2 separate regions of the Mus musculus genome follow, and region 2 is linked to region 1. The links are chromatin contacts, called in public HiChIP or PLAC-seq maps. All regions are on one chromosome and are shown on one strand. The core of a region is the stretch at or near the end of the contact, and the rest is flanking DNA. Distances in the headings are between cores, read along the strand shown. Region 1 overlaps Efl1 (elongation factor like GTPase 1). Region 2 holds the start of Mesd (mesoderm development LRP chaperone).

Region 1 (7,349 bases), core at 1,353-3,852:
AACAAACACTTCCCCATCCTTGGATAAGAAGTCTTGGAGTCTCAGCCTTCTGTCAGGTTCTTCTTAGATTCTAAACATGACTTTATTCAGCAACCTCAGAGCACCTCTTCCCTTACCCTTTAGTGGGACTCTAAAGTCGATCTTCTAGCCACTCTGAGAGAAATGAAGATGAGCCTAGCTATGTCTGTCCAATCGTACATCCAATTCCAGACCTGTGGAAATGCACTCAAGTGGGGGCAGACTCTGTTCTAAAGGGGCACAGAAAACCAGTGACATACCAAGCGTTTCCTTAGAAAAATAAAGTAGATGATCACGCACAGCCAGCCATGCAGCACACAATCACGGTAGACATCTACAGACAGCCTGGAAGACAACAGCCGTCTGCTGAAGCTGACGTTGCTCAAATGCATTTCACGGTGAGGAGGCAGTGCTGAGAGCCAGGCCTTCAACTCCCCCTCTAATGCTTTCTCCATCTTAACCTTTTCAAAGTAACTTCAGACTGAATTGTGAAGGCAGGGGAAGGAAAAGAAGTCCTACAACATCCTTTAGAGAAAAGCCCACAAGGGCATTTCCTCTGCTGAGACCTAATCAGAGCTGCTTTTTAAAAATCTATTTATTAAATGTCTTCTACTACCATGTGGATGAGGATCAAATTTTAAAAATCACATTAAAATGTAATAGGACTTAAAATATTAAAGACAAAATCTAATTTATTGCAGGCTGGCCTTGAACGTGCTAGATAGCCAATGATGGCATTGAACTTCTGACCTTGTCTCCATCTCCTGAGTGCTGAGATTTACAGGCAGACGCACAGGAGCAACAGCACGTGTGTTGTAGATTGGACCCAAGGCTTTCTGTGAGGCTGAAAGCACTCTGCCGGCAAAGCTACATTTCCAACCCCTCCTGATGACTTATTTGTAGGGGAATTATAAGTGAAAAGTTTTGTCAGTGTGCCAAATGATCTTTCCAATCTGTAACAGAACCTTCTACCTCAGCTCTCTGATGCTGATGGGGGAGGGTGATAGCAACTTTCCAGTTTGTAACAGGGATCCCTGATGTAGCACTTGGGGACAGAAATTTCTCTGCCTTCTTTCCTAGGCATTCTCGTTGTAGGCCAAGCAACAAATTAAAATAACAAAATCTTTTTTCTTATGTGCCTGGCCACTGAGAAAAAAGTCCATCTGAAATTCTTTATGGTAGAAATCTCTCGATTCCTGCTAATGGGGTTATGGGAAACACTCTGCCATACCCTTCACTTTAGGGTGGTTTGAGGAAACTGTCTGAACCAAGTTGTCTCCAGTACCTGGCTAAAGGCTGCTCTGTGGACTAAGTAGTCCTCTTCCAAAACATGGCAGGTGACCATAGATGCTCATGAAAGCTCAGGAGAAAACGTCCCTCAGCAAGAGAAAAATTCACCTTTCAGGTAGAGATCTGAACTTCATGGAAGCACCTTGTTTATATTTCAGTGTATTAGAAAAGGAAGACTGAATCTAACTGACCAAAAGTAGCAGCAACACAAGCAGAAACTGAGTTATCTGACGCACACTTCTGAAGACAGAAGAGTCACAACTATATACATAAATTACGCAGCCCCTGCAGAGTGCCTGACTACAGGTCTTCCTCCATATTACCCCTGTCTGTGTTTTAAATCAATGTGAAAGGCTAGGTTATACAAGTAATAGAGTGCCCTCTGTAGTCTGAGTCTGGCGGATCTCTTAAGGGCGCATCCTTAGCTTGGATAGGAGATAGCAGAAGCCTTCCGAGGTGGGGCCCAGTGGTAAGTCTTAGGTCACCCAGTGCCCTCCAAGGGGCGAGCAGGACTCTAGTCTCTTCCTTTCTCTCTCACTTCCTAGTGAGATATTTCCTCTGCTACACGGTCCATCTACAGTATGCTATCTCAACCACAGGCAAACAAGCCTGGGCCAAAACCTCCACATTCCTGAGCCAAAATAAACCTTTCTTCTTTATGTGAATTATTTCAGGTATTTGGTAACTACAACAGAATGCAAATACAGCTTATTTGGTAGATTATAAGGCATAAGACACACTATCTTCTATCTGTGGAATACTGTATTAAATATGTTTATATATAGTATAAATGTCTTAAATATAGGAATGGTTTTCCCAATTTGTAACAGAAATCTTCAAGTAGTGTTTGAAACACATCCCTGCTGCTGCACTCAGGGTCAGTAAGTTCTATGCCCTTTTTTCTCAGGCATTCTGGAGTGGGAAGATGGAGCAAGACAATGGGGGTCATCCTCATGAGCAGCTCACCATAAGAGGAATGGTGTAGACTCAGAGTCTCAAATGAGGGTTTGGTAGGAAGAGATTAATGACTTAGGAGTAATGAACAAAGTAGGCTTTCCTCTGGCTGCAACCCATCCAAAAGCTTTCTCTGGATCTGCCTCCAACCTGAAACAAACTGGACCATGCAATGCTGCCCATGGTTTACTTCATTCACTTTCTTTCTTTTTGTTTTGTTTTTTGGTTTTTTTTTTCAGTATAATTTCAGTCCACACCAGCTATCAGGACTGTGGCCACATCCTGGACTTTCACATCATAGAGAACAGCCCTCCCTTTGTTGGTCTGTTGTGGCTGTAGTAAACAGAGCAGCTGTACTTCCACACTACCATGAGTCATTACTTGCTGATGACTCAACTCTGCTACACCACCCTGGAAGGGGAGTCGGACATTAATGTCCAATCCTCTTGCAAACGTCACCTTGCCAGTGTGTGCCATTATTGTAACATGCTGGGCCTATCAGAGTAGTTGAGAGAATAATCGTAGTAGGAAACCTGGGCCAGAGAGAAGAATGCAGCAAGAACTCAAGTTGAAAAGAACTGTGTACATACATAATTGTGTTTAGAGGCCAAAGCTGGAGGAAGATAGACACAGATGGAAAGATGCTAAGTGGGGCCTGAATCCAGAACACATGTCTTTTCTAAAGACAGAAGACAGGCAAAGATGTCATAGTTACAGTTTAAGGGACGGTGGCAGACAGCTAAGACTTCTTTTCTGCAAGAAAGAAAACAGCAATGTCTGCTGAGTCTGGAAAGGGGTTTGAGGGGTATGTCAAAGACTGCCAAGAGGTTTCAAATAGCTGTTGGGGAGAATGAGCAAAACCTCGTCCATAGGAAAGCAGTGGAAAGCTGGCCTATATAAGGCTGAAGAGGGAGAAGTGTAGGGAACGAACTTCATCAGGATGGAGTTTTGCTGGAGGAAGTGCTAGAGGGTCAAGGAAGCATAAACAATGTTGGACGAAGATGTTGGGAAAACAGATGGTCAAGGGACATCCCTGTGCTGTAGAAGGCACAGATCAAGTAAAGGAGGCTAATGGGGCCCAGAAAGCTCAGACTCTTATGAAATAAAGAGGTGGTATTTCAGCATGTGGGCAGAAGAGCAGGGGAAAGCAAAGCCAGTAAAGAAGGGCGCAGTGAAATCTGACTGTTCTTACTACTGACTGAGTTCTTACTACCGTTTTTACTCCTCAGCTGGTCACGTGTGGAACTTTCTGTTGTTCCCAAGATGAGATCTATGTAATCCAGGCTACTCTCAGAATCAGAGGCCGAAACAATCCTCCTTATAGATGCCTGAGTAGGTGGGAGAAGTGCATGATCCTACCAGGCTCAACAGCAAGTATTTAAATTTGAAATGCTAAATAGCATAGTTACTGAAAGGTCAACCCATAAGAGAAGTCATTTTAGGGATGGTAAAAGCTATGTTGGAGAGTTGGGAACAAGCAAAACAAACAAACAAACAAACAAAAACAAAACAAAACCTTATTCTAAGTATACCATTTTGTTTTCAGAAACTAAATCCAAGGTCCCAGGCACTAAGTCGGCTGAGGACTTCCCTACAGCAGAACAGCTTCTGTTGTAAACAGTTGTCTGAGTCCAAACATCTCAGGGACAACTTATGAGGAGACAGTTGTGAGTCCAAACATCTCAGGGACAACTTCCTCATCTTGATGGCAGAGCCAAAGAAGTTGGTCATGTTCCCAAGCCTACGAATGAACAACTATCCCACTTCTCCAAATGTTTTAACTGTCCGTTAATTGGTAAAGAATATAGAAAGTGCTGTTATCTAAACCAAGGTGCATAAGTTATAAAAATATATAACTAATTGCCTGTTATGCCCACTACAAGCAGCTGACTCATTCATTCCTTTGTCCCCGTATGACTCTGAACTCCTAATGTCTAGGAGAATGATTTAAGCCAGGTGGCCCGGAGATGGCCCAGTCTCCAACGGGTACTCCCTAGCTTCACCCATAACGTCAGCTCCTCCTTGCTCTGTATTCCTATTCTTTGCAATAAAACAGAGATGCTCCTCGGCGGCAAGGTTCACATCTCGAAATGGCTGCCTCCCTGAAAGCTCAAAAAATAAAACTTTTGTTTTAAAGCTTCTGTCTCTCAAGTGAGTTTTCTTGGCTCCCTTCCTGGACCCAACAGGAGAAGTCACATGTAAGAGAAAATCAGAAGTCAAGTGTCGAAATCCTCTGGGAGCCTCATCAGGAGTTCATAATACTAAAGAAAAGGAGCAACTGAATGGCACGAGTCTTGAAGGAATTTAAAATAGGACAGAACTAGCACTGGATTAAGACTCTGGGTAAGAAGGCAACCCCATGTCCTAATTCAGACATAAGAAACACGAAAGAAACATAAGGAACGAAGTGCGGTCAGAACGAGGAAGAGGGAAGATCATTAGTGATGTTGAGGGTGTGCTGATGTTTGCCTTGGAAAGTCTGCAGAGGAAGTTTTGGTAAAAAAGGAATTGGAGGAGGTTCAGGGAGGTGTTAGAATCACAAAGGAATATGGAAAAGCCACCCGGAGAGGCCAGACCATGTGGCTTACATCTTGGGCAATGACCAAAGACAACAGTGATGTGGGTAACACTGGCCATAACATGTCCAGGAGTAATCCCGGTAAATCTGTGGTGGAAAGAAACGAAGCTTCAGGAAGAATTAGTCGGAGCCTGGTCCAGCTTCCCACAGACTCCCCATCCAAGTGAACAGGCTGGAAATGGAATTATTTGGCCTGCTACTGTATTCTAGAAACTACTGTCCTTAACCTCCAAAGTCCAGTTTGCACATAAGTAAAATAAGGATGACCGTCTCAGGGGTGCCGGGAGGATTAAACAAAGCCATGCATGGGGCGTTCAACCACCAAGTTTTATCTTAAGCCTGGCATCAACCGCATGCTTCACAAAATGGAAAAAAGAAAAAGAAAAAAGAAGCCATTGTCTTAAGAGGGGGAATTAAATCTGATTTTTCAGTCAAAATGCACAAAAAGGGACTCCTTCCCTCCTAGACTAACTGATAGGCAGGAGGAAAGGGGAGCCTGTGGGTCTTGTGTCGATGGAGGTGAGTGGGGTGTCGATTCCCTGTGGTTCAGTCTCTGAAGACAGGAAGAGCCAAAAGACAGAAGCCATCATGGGTGGGAATTCTGAACCTGCTCACCACACTTACCCAGAAAAAACAACCTGCACCTGGGCCTTGTTGCAGAACGCTGCTGGGTCTCCCATCTCTCCAGTCTAAGTCAATCCTGGCACAGATGGCTGCCACTTGGGTGAACCCCAGGTGTCCCATATAATCAAGTTGCTTGCATTTACAAAGAACAACACTTATGCATTAAACTCTACTGCAATTTATTCTGCAGAGAGTTTTAGACGTTATAAAAAATTACCAACTCTTGTAAATGAATATTCTCATACGTAATCAGTCAATGAAGCTGAAATGGTACTGGCCCCTAGTCCATCAGCCCCACCCAGACTGTCTCAGTCAGTGATGTAAACACCAATATCAGCCCAGAACCAATAAAATCATAAGTAACAATGATACCTGACTAATGTTGGAAGCCATGAACTGTGTGTGGAGAAAGTAAGTTATATATTTACTTCATTGTATACACACGGGTACACATAAAATTCTGGCAGATTAAATATAAAAACTGAAAAAAAAGTAAAATTAACAGTGATTTGTATTCCATATTTGTATTTTACCTAATATCCTATAAGAAAACATACTATCTATTATTACAAAAAAAGACAAACTTGTAAATTTATTTAAAATATTTTAAAAGACTGTGTAAGAAATGCAAATGTTTTGCAGTGGCAATATTTCCTCACAGATATTCAAAAGGACTCTAAAATAGAAATGTCAACAATATGCCTTAAAAGGCTACTCAAAGATTAGTCCATGAATTTCAAATTGTTTTAATTTTGAAGATGGATATGATATGAGCATTCTAAAAGATTTCCAGGCACTGTGTCTATGAGGATGTTGAAGAGCAGTGGTTCTCAGCCTGTAGGTCACAACCCTTTTGGGGGTCAAATGATCCTTTCACAGGAGTTGTCTAAGACAACTGGAAAACACAGATGTTTACATTACAATTCCTAGCCATAGCAAAATTTCAGTTATGGAAATAACAACAAAAACAATGTTGTGGTTGGGGTCAGCACAACATGAAGAACTATATTTACAGGTCACTGCATTAGGGAGGTTGGGAACCACTGCTGTAGAGTTTTTGCAAATTCTTGAAATGACAAGATACATCAATAGTATCTTAGTATAAGGGACATGAGTGATGGATAAGAAACAGAATATAATTCCAGTATTTACAACAAGTGCTGGCATAACTATGTACTAGACTTCATTTTCCACAGAATAACTGGACCTCTGGAAGATGCAAGACATGAAATCACTCTGATGGCTTTCAATCATTTCTAGATTGTTCCAAGAATGTTGTAAGCTTGTCCTTTTAAACTCAAATAAGACTTTCTATTTCAATCAAAGGAAAGTATAAAAAACAAAATAAAACAAAAAAAACCAGAACACATTTCATAAAGCGTCAGGCCAATAGAAAGGAACTGGCATTTCATAAAAGTTTCTCAACTAAGAAGGCAATCAAATGGGATGGAAAGGTGATAAAAGCAACCCATGGAGGCTCTTTAAGCACAGCATCTCGTTTCCCTCCACCTAGGTTCTTCTTTAGGCTGTCCCACCTTTATAGCATGAAATACCACTCTGGAGACTCAGTTCTCAACTACAGGGAGGAAATGCATTCAGTTCTGAGAAAATGTCAGTCAGCATTCCTAACCAATGTGGTTGCTTAGGAAAATTAAATTTTGTGTTATTAAATATGGTGAGTCCTGGCTTAAAGTCCCTTCTGGTTATCAGTCAACGCTCACAGAGAAACGTGTTTGATATTTATTGACTCCAATTCTTATCGGTATGACTAGATGCCCAGCCAACTGAAGAAAACCAATCCACAGGTGCAAGCTCTGCAAGGGACTCTCGCACAAAAAGAAAAGCTCAATCACTCTTAAGTCTGTAAATGTTCGGAAACACGAGA
Region 2 (7,349 bases), core at 2,845-5,344, 1.2 Mb before region 1:
TATGATAAAAAATATACTGTATAAAATATATAAAGTAGAACCTTTCATATTTTGAGATTTCAAACTTTAAGATCATATGGCCTTTGAACACAGACTTGTTCACATTCGTTTTATTAACCACGTGTTACAACCACATGTGTCAGCACAGCTACACCATGAACCATGGAACTGGAACTCATTCATTCTTCAAAGAGACTAAGCAATGCCATTTTTATTCTGATGAAGCAAAGGTTAAAGAGATAAAAGACAAGCCAAATTTCCAAGACAAGATATTAAAACAAACATACTAATTTTGGCCAATAAACAAACAAGTAAACCAATGTTTCAAGAAAAAAAAATTAAATAAAAGGATTCATAGACAGGAAAGGCCCAAGGTCCTTGGAAAGACTGCCAAAACAGACACCCTGCTTCAGCCCCAGCACACATCCAGGTGATGTGGCCAAAGCTGCAATCCCAGTGCTAGAGGCAGAGGTGAGAGGATCTTTTTAAGTGTGAGGAGTGAGGCCATCTGGACTAAATGGCCAGAGCTATAGTGAAAAATCAAATATAAACCCCAAATGCCCACAAAAATGACCTACTATAGCTTGGGGTCTTTACCTCTGAACGTCATAGTTGGCGTTGAACAGGCTACCCTGCCACAGGCTGGTGATCTCCTCTGTCTCCTTCTCGGTGGGGTTCCCAGACACGGTGACAAACATCATCAGAGTCTTCCCTTTCTTTGTCATTTTCAAGATGCTCTCAGGTTTGCCTGGGTCTAGCTTTGAGAAGTCGATAGGTGCTGAGGGTCTCTTGTGTTCTGGAAGGTCTCCTTCTTCTATGTCATCATCTTTCTGTCAGGAGAGAGGGAGCATTAACCTGTCATCAGAGACGCTCTCTGCACTTGCACAGGTTCTGCCCAGGATGTCAGACGCAGGGGCACACCACCAAACTACTACACAAACAAAATGTCCAAGGATATCCCCCTTGACAATACTTAGGGGTCCTGCATCACATAGGTTTCCATAATGTTCCTATTCCCAATTTAATCTCAATTTAGATTATAAAAACAGCCACATTCTGGTGTGGTTATAGATGCTACCTAGCAATGAAAATCAAATACACATACAACAGATCTCAAATACAAGTATAACGGCTGAGGGTTGTACTCTCAGTGACTCCCAGTGATCTCAAGGAGAAAGTGAGAATTCAAGGCCAACTTAAGCAATTTAGCAAGACCTTACCTACAAACACGCCTGGAGATATGGCTTAGTGGTAGAGTACATGTCATTCAGGATGAGGCCTTGAGGTAAATTGCCAACACCACTAAGGCAATTTTCTTTTGTTAAAATAACAGGTGCCAGGCATAAAAGAAAGACATATTATACAATCCCATTTATTTAAGGTATCAAGAACAAGTAAAAATAATGTGGGGGGACAGGAATTAGAACACTGATTGCTTCTGGGAGGATATGAGATGGGTCTGACTGAGAAAGAACACAAAGGAACCTTTCGGTGTGATGGTCTGTGATCCCAGGACTCACTCCGTTCTGTATTTCAATAAAGTGTAGGTTATCAGAGACAGAGGTCATGTCTAGCAACCCCAGGGTCCTGAGTCCTTGCTTCCAGCAGAGCAAAACAAACAAACTCCTCATGTTGCATCCTTAAAACCCACAATTCACTGCATGCAAATGTTCAACCCCCATACTTCTTCTATGTAGTGGTGTGTCCTAGCAATCCTGAAAACACCTGTGAATTTTAGGAAGGAGCAAAAGTGTACACATGCGAAGGATGACTATAGCAGATTCCTCACTTGGGGAAAAATGCCACATGGAAGCAGGAAGAGAGCACCCTGTGGGTACAGGCTGGAAATGCAGGCACATTGATTTGAGAGGTACCTGGATGAGTGGGTAGATAAAAATATTAAGACAGAGGTTTCTTGAAGAAAAGACTAGTCACCCTATGGAAAACAAAAAGTGAAGCCTTAAATATCTTTTTTGCCTCAGCAAGAATCACTCATATAACAAGTCAGAATGCCATGGACAACAACCTGAAGCAGTTCTAGGGCCAAATCTGGAATAATATGAACATCAAAATAGTAGTGAGGATTTATAATTCTCTAAGTCCATATTAACATAAAGAAAGAAAAAGAATATCAGTAGAATATCAATAAATAGTTAATAAATGGAATAACTAATAAATGGAAGAACGTACACAACAGACAGAAATAAATAATCCCCAAAGGGGATGGTAAGTTGGCTTGGTGGGCAAGGCGCTTGCCTTGGCAGATATGATGACCTGAGTTTAATCCCCAGGGCCCACATGGTAGAAGGAAAGAAATGACCAACTACATCCAACTTGTTCTTGGACCTTCATATGCATGCTGAGGTACATATATAGGCACAGAGATCTCTACTAGACCACATTCACAAGTGTGTTTGTATTAAATGCAGGGAATGTTATTCTGTTGGTCTCTGCTGTTCAGCTCAGTACACATCTCTCTAATAGACTAGAATACTCTCCTGTCCTGTCTAAAATCAAACCTGCTCCCTGTTGCCCTCTGACATTCCCACACAACACTTCCTCTTTATAAGATCCAACCATTTCTGTTTCTGTTTACGAGGGTTATTTCCTACCCCCTTGTTCTGACAGATGTCTTGCTCATCTCTGTGACCTCCTCTTCCTCGGGGTCTGAGCACTGTCCATGGCTAGGCCTCTCACAAGGCAAGGTTCACTTTAGCAGGTTAAAAGGCATTATTTACTAGAGTCCAAAAAGGACAGTTGGAAATTGAAAGGAGTCATACCCACTCAAATCTACTCCAAATTTTCTTTCCAGAATCTCACAGTGGAGCCCAAACCAGTTTGAAATTTACTATGTAGCCCAGGTTTAACTAAGGCTAGCCTCCTCCACTAGTCTCTTAAGTGCTGGAATTACAACCTTGCACTACCATGGCCCCACTACTCCAATTCTTCTGTTGGGTACAGAGAACAACAACAGGAGTCCCCCCTTTTTAAGTCAAATCCAACAGGTGGATATTTTAAATGTATGCCCAAAAGTCTTACCTCCTTCCAACAATATAGTTAGCCACAAGTTAAAAAAAAAATCAGCATTGGAAACAAACTCTGAAAAGTTCTCTGGCAGAGAACCTTACACAGTGAATATAGCTATGTGTGTGATTCCTTTCCATCAGCTGTGCCAATCAAATACGACAGTACAATCAAGGGCTGCAGTGTACTTTTGATCAGGAATCCCTCCTTAGAACCTTTTGCATACCCCAAATGCAATCAAGTAACAGACCAGAATTCGGCCTCTCACAAAACAAGTCCACTACTCCCATCAATGAAAAACCTGAGTTGCATATGAGATATGCCTTAGTTCCCTTTACCAGTAAAATAAACCCACCCAAGAAATTACAAAAGCCCCAGCAGGAATATACACCAAAAGAAGTCGGAAACCCTCTATATTTGGAAAGATCTCTATCAAAGCTAAAAAAAAGTTGAGAGACCACCTTTAGAACCCATTCACTCCAGAACAGGAGGAGGAAGGAGGGAATGCTCTTCAGGAGCGCTCGCTCCCTGTTCGCGGCTCACAAACCACCAAGATCAATGTAGAGACCCCTGCGACATAGCAAGGAAAGTAGGGCTTGACTGGTGAGAGTCCAAGTGCTGACTGGAGTGGCTGAGGAGCCATGATAGCGAAAGACACTGGGCGAGAGGCCTGAGCCGTGGTGGAATGAAGAGAGACGCGGGAGTCAACGGGTACTGGGAGACATTTCAAGAAAGACCCTCAGAGGGCAGCGAGCGGGATCAGGGGACAAAAGTCAGAAGGTCAAATGTCCGAGAGGGTAAGGGTTAGGAGAAAAGGGATCTGTATGGGAGATGCTCAGAAGTGTGCAGGCGACACAGACCTCCCACTGCTCCAGAAGTCGCGCCATGTCGGCATCGTTGTAATCGCGGATGTCCTTCTTTTTCCGTGGAGGTGGGGTGGCCTCGCCCGGAGTGTCCGCCGCGTAGGCATTAGGAGGAGGGAGCAACAGAAGGTCCGAGGCACACAGAAACAGTAGAACCGCGCGCAGCCACCTGGAGGCAGCCATGTTAGCAGCCTAGCGTAACGGACTGCCCAGCGTAAGGCACAATGAGCCTGCGCAGACAGCGTGCGGAGTCCGGACGCCGGGGCCTCGCCCCCACCCCGCCCCCGGCCTTCCAATCCAGTCCCTAAGCGTGTTCTGCGCAGAACTAAACCCAGTACTTGACCCCGTCCCACCCTCGCGGACTCAAGTCCCAATGGCTCCGCCTCCGAGGAGTCCGTAGCCTACCGCACCCCGCCTCGTTCTGGTTCCTCCTGTCCGGACCTCATCCGGTAGCTCCGACCCCCTTGGCTCCGCCCACAACTGCATTCCCTTGGGGCTCCCAACCTCAGGCTCCTCCCCGTCATCGAGCCTTTCACCACTTGACTCCACCCCTCAGCCACGGTCTCCTGACTCCGCCCCTAGGGTACCGCCTCCTCACCAGACTCCGCCCCATAGCTCTGGGAGCTCACCTGGCTGGGGACCAAGGGTTCTTCCTCCTGGTTCCTCCCCTTGCCAGGCTCCGCCCCGCGAGCTCCGCCCCTTGGCCTGGCCAAACAATCTACTCTAGCTGGGTCCTGCCCAACTGTGCTTTCTCCACTATTTGGGGGTTTTGTTAGAAGTCAGCCCTTTTGTCTCTCATTCTCTAGCCAGGGTCTGAAAGTTCCCTCAGGGTTTCAGTGACAGAGTCCTCGAAGCCTATGAAATGAATGAGTTGGAAGATATGCAAACTACCTTGACCCTGAGGCCCTTTTCAGGGTGTTGACATTCAACTACGCTCCCTAGTAATTTCTAGCAAGAACAAACCGCCTGCTGAAAAGCTAAGGACAGCTAGGGCAACTTTTCTCGAAGACTGTAATTATAGGGTCTATTGTTATTCTGCTCCACGGATGATTTTCGACCCACCATTCTTTCAATATCACTGTCAATTAAACTGGAAAAAAAAACCCATTTAATTGATAACCATTTTTATTGTTTAAAATAGTTCCTGTCTCTTCTGATTTTCATCTACCACTGTGGCTTTAACCTATAGGACAAAACCACCCTAATTTTATTTTCTATTTTACAAGATTTTGACCACTAAGATCTTCAAAATTAAAATACTTGGGGTCAGAGATACTTTAAAGTTTCCTAAGCTTTAAGTGGCAGATCTGATTTCTTTAAAATTTCAAATTATATCATAAGACATGAAACCTTGGTGTAGTTGGAAAATATTCAAAAACTATACCTTAAGTACTGACCCCAAAGTGCCACATAATGCATACAATTTATTTCTATATTTACAAATGTATCTCAAGAATGGGTTTTCAATGTTTATATCAGCATACTGTGTTAATTACTAAGCATACTTGGGTTCTTTTTTTTTTTTTTTTTTTTTTTTTTTTGGTTTTTGCGAGACAGGGTTTCTCTTTATAGCCCTGGCTGTCCTGGAACTCACTTTGTAGACCAGGCTGGCCTCAAACTCAGAAATCTGCCTGCCTCTGCCTCCTGAGTGCTGTGATTAAAGGCGTGCGCCACCACGCCTGGCCTTGGGTTCTTGAGTGTTTCATTCCTTTACTGTTTTTTAGTTTTTGGTTTTTTGCTTTGTGGGTGTTTTTTGTCTTGTTTGTTTTCTCAAGACTGGGTTTCCCTGGCTAACCTGGAACTCACTCTGTAAACCAAGCTGACCTAGAATTCAGAGGTCTGCCTGACTCTGCCTCCCAAGTGTTGGATTGGAGGCATGTGCCACCACAACCATTCTTCACTAGTACACCAGTGTTTTTGTTTTTTCTCTCATGGTCATTATTATATTACTATTTTCCCTGTCTTTTTCTCTATACTTTGGATGGATATCGTTAATAGGTTTCATATAGTGCAAATCCTTTACAAAATGTTTAAGTAAAAGTCTTTCTTATGACTGATACTTCTTTCTCAGAAGTGGGTGGAAATTGAGTGTTAAGAATGTCCTGGGTTCAGCTGGGCATGGTGGCACACGCCTTTAGTCCCAGCACTTGGGAGGAGGCCGAGGCAGGCGGATTTCTGAGTTCGAGGCCAGCCTGGTCTACAAAGTAAGTTCCAGGACAGCCAGGGCTACACAGAGAAACCCTGTCTCAAAAAAAAAAAAAAAAAAAAAAAAAAAAAAAGGAGTGTCCTACCTTATCCAGCCTTCTTTGTCATATGGCCCCATCACAAAGGTCTGGAGTTTCTATCCTCAAGGTCATCAAAAGTTCCAGGATGGCTATTGGTACTCCAACCATCAGATGGCATTCCAATCAAAGGAAATGGGAAATAAGTCAAGCTGAGGGACGAGCATCCTATTAGGGAATTGTGCACAGCCTTTCTGGTCTCATTGAGCTACCTCTCTGAGAGGGACTGGGAGTAATTATTTAGCTGTCTTTGCTACCATCTCAAATAAATTTAGGCTTGTTAGGAAAAGCATAAAGTGGAGGTTAAGAAAAGAGCTAACTAGCAACGTGAGCCTTATTGACCTTCACTCTAAGGTCAAATGTGGTGTGCATTTATTCCCACTGTAGTAACGTAGCTGATTTTTTCCATATTCATACATGGATATGAATAAACACAAGGACATTTTCTGTTGACGTTATACAGAAACAACTCATAAGAAAAGAAAAAGAACTTTTTTCTCTTCTTTTTTGAAATCATAAGGGAAATGTCATGAGCCTTCTCCCAGGGGCACATTGCTCCACCCCGTGGCTTGGAGCTCTGTCCTGGCACAGTCATGCTAAAAAACATGCACAGCTGTGGCAGATCATGTGCTCTGCAGGGCGGGGTCACCCTGGTCATTCATTCTGCCAACTGCCAAGGTAAGGTTTAGAAAAAAAAAAAATGCTGGTTTTCTTGGCCTGAAATATCTAGTTACAGAAAAATAAAAAGGTTTTTCTTTTCTTTTCTTTTTTAAGTATTGTACCACAATTGTTAAAACAAGTCAGAAGTTCCAGGGCTACTGACTGTCATCTGAGGAGGAAACACATCTGGCTCCCACTCCATTGATCTGAAAACATTTGGAGCAACTACATTTTCAACATTTGACAGACTAAGTATATTTTGGTGTTTTGGAACACTGAAGAACCTTCTTTGTCTAATGACTTACTGTTAGGCAGGTGAGACATTGACAGGAAGGTGAACTTGAAGTCCTTGGTATCATACAGGAGGGTTTGCAATAGCAGACGGGCTAAGCCATCTACAGTACACGCTACAGATTCCAGGTTAGGAGCTAAAGGGGCCATGGTAGTAAATGTCTGTACTTAGTCTGTACTTATTTCTTCTCTCTCTCTCTCTCTCTCTCTCTCTCTCTCTCTCTCTCTC

What was found. HiChIP or PLAC-seq counts read pairs in DNA pulled down with a chosen protein or histone mark.
Region 2: a FOXA1 HiChIP or PLAC-seq map of pancreatic cancer cells shows a contact between it and region 1. The contact joins the promoter of Mesd here to the enhancer-like site in region 1. A contact is called at or near these places in 1 of 39 promoter capture datasets (embryonic stem cells), 3 of 484 Hi-C or Micro-C datasets (CD4 T cells, CD8 T cells and myeloid progenitors), 12 of 115 datasets of contacts at active chromatin or transcription factors (astrocytes, bone marrow-derived macrophages, cardiomyocytes and 9 more) and 2 of 9 other capture datasets (embryonic stem cells and macrophages).

What each region holds. Positions count from the first base shown.
Region 1 is chr7:82,660,099-82,667,447 of GRCm38.p6, reverse strand. The region is part of intron 4 of Efl1 (elongation factor like GTPase 1); the gene reads right to left. Among named protein-coding and RNA genes, the nearest start is that of Efl1, 15 kb to the right of the region's middle. Within about 2 kb of position 2,602, at least 71 of the 459 cell types and tissues checked have an H3K27ac peak or open chromatin away from gene starts, as enhancers often do. A contact at or near this core is called in pancreatic cancer cells, where this site is marked.
Region 2 is chr7:83,889,011-83,896,359 of GRCm38.p6, reverse strand. Mesd (mesoderm development LRP chaperone) reads right to left here and starts at 4,094. Exons shown (of 3, transcript NM_023403.4): 1 at 3,885-4,094; 2 at 598-830. The coding sequence starts at 4,070.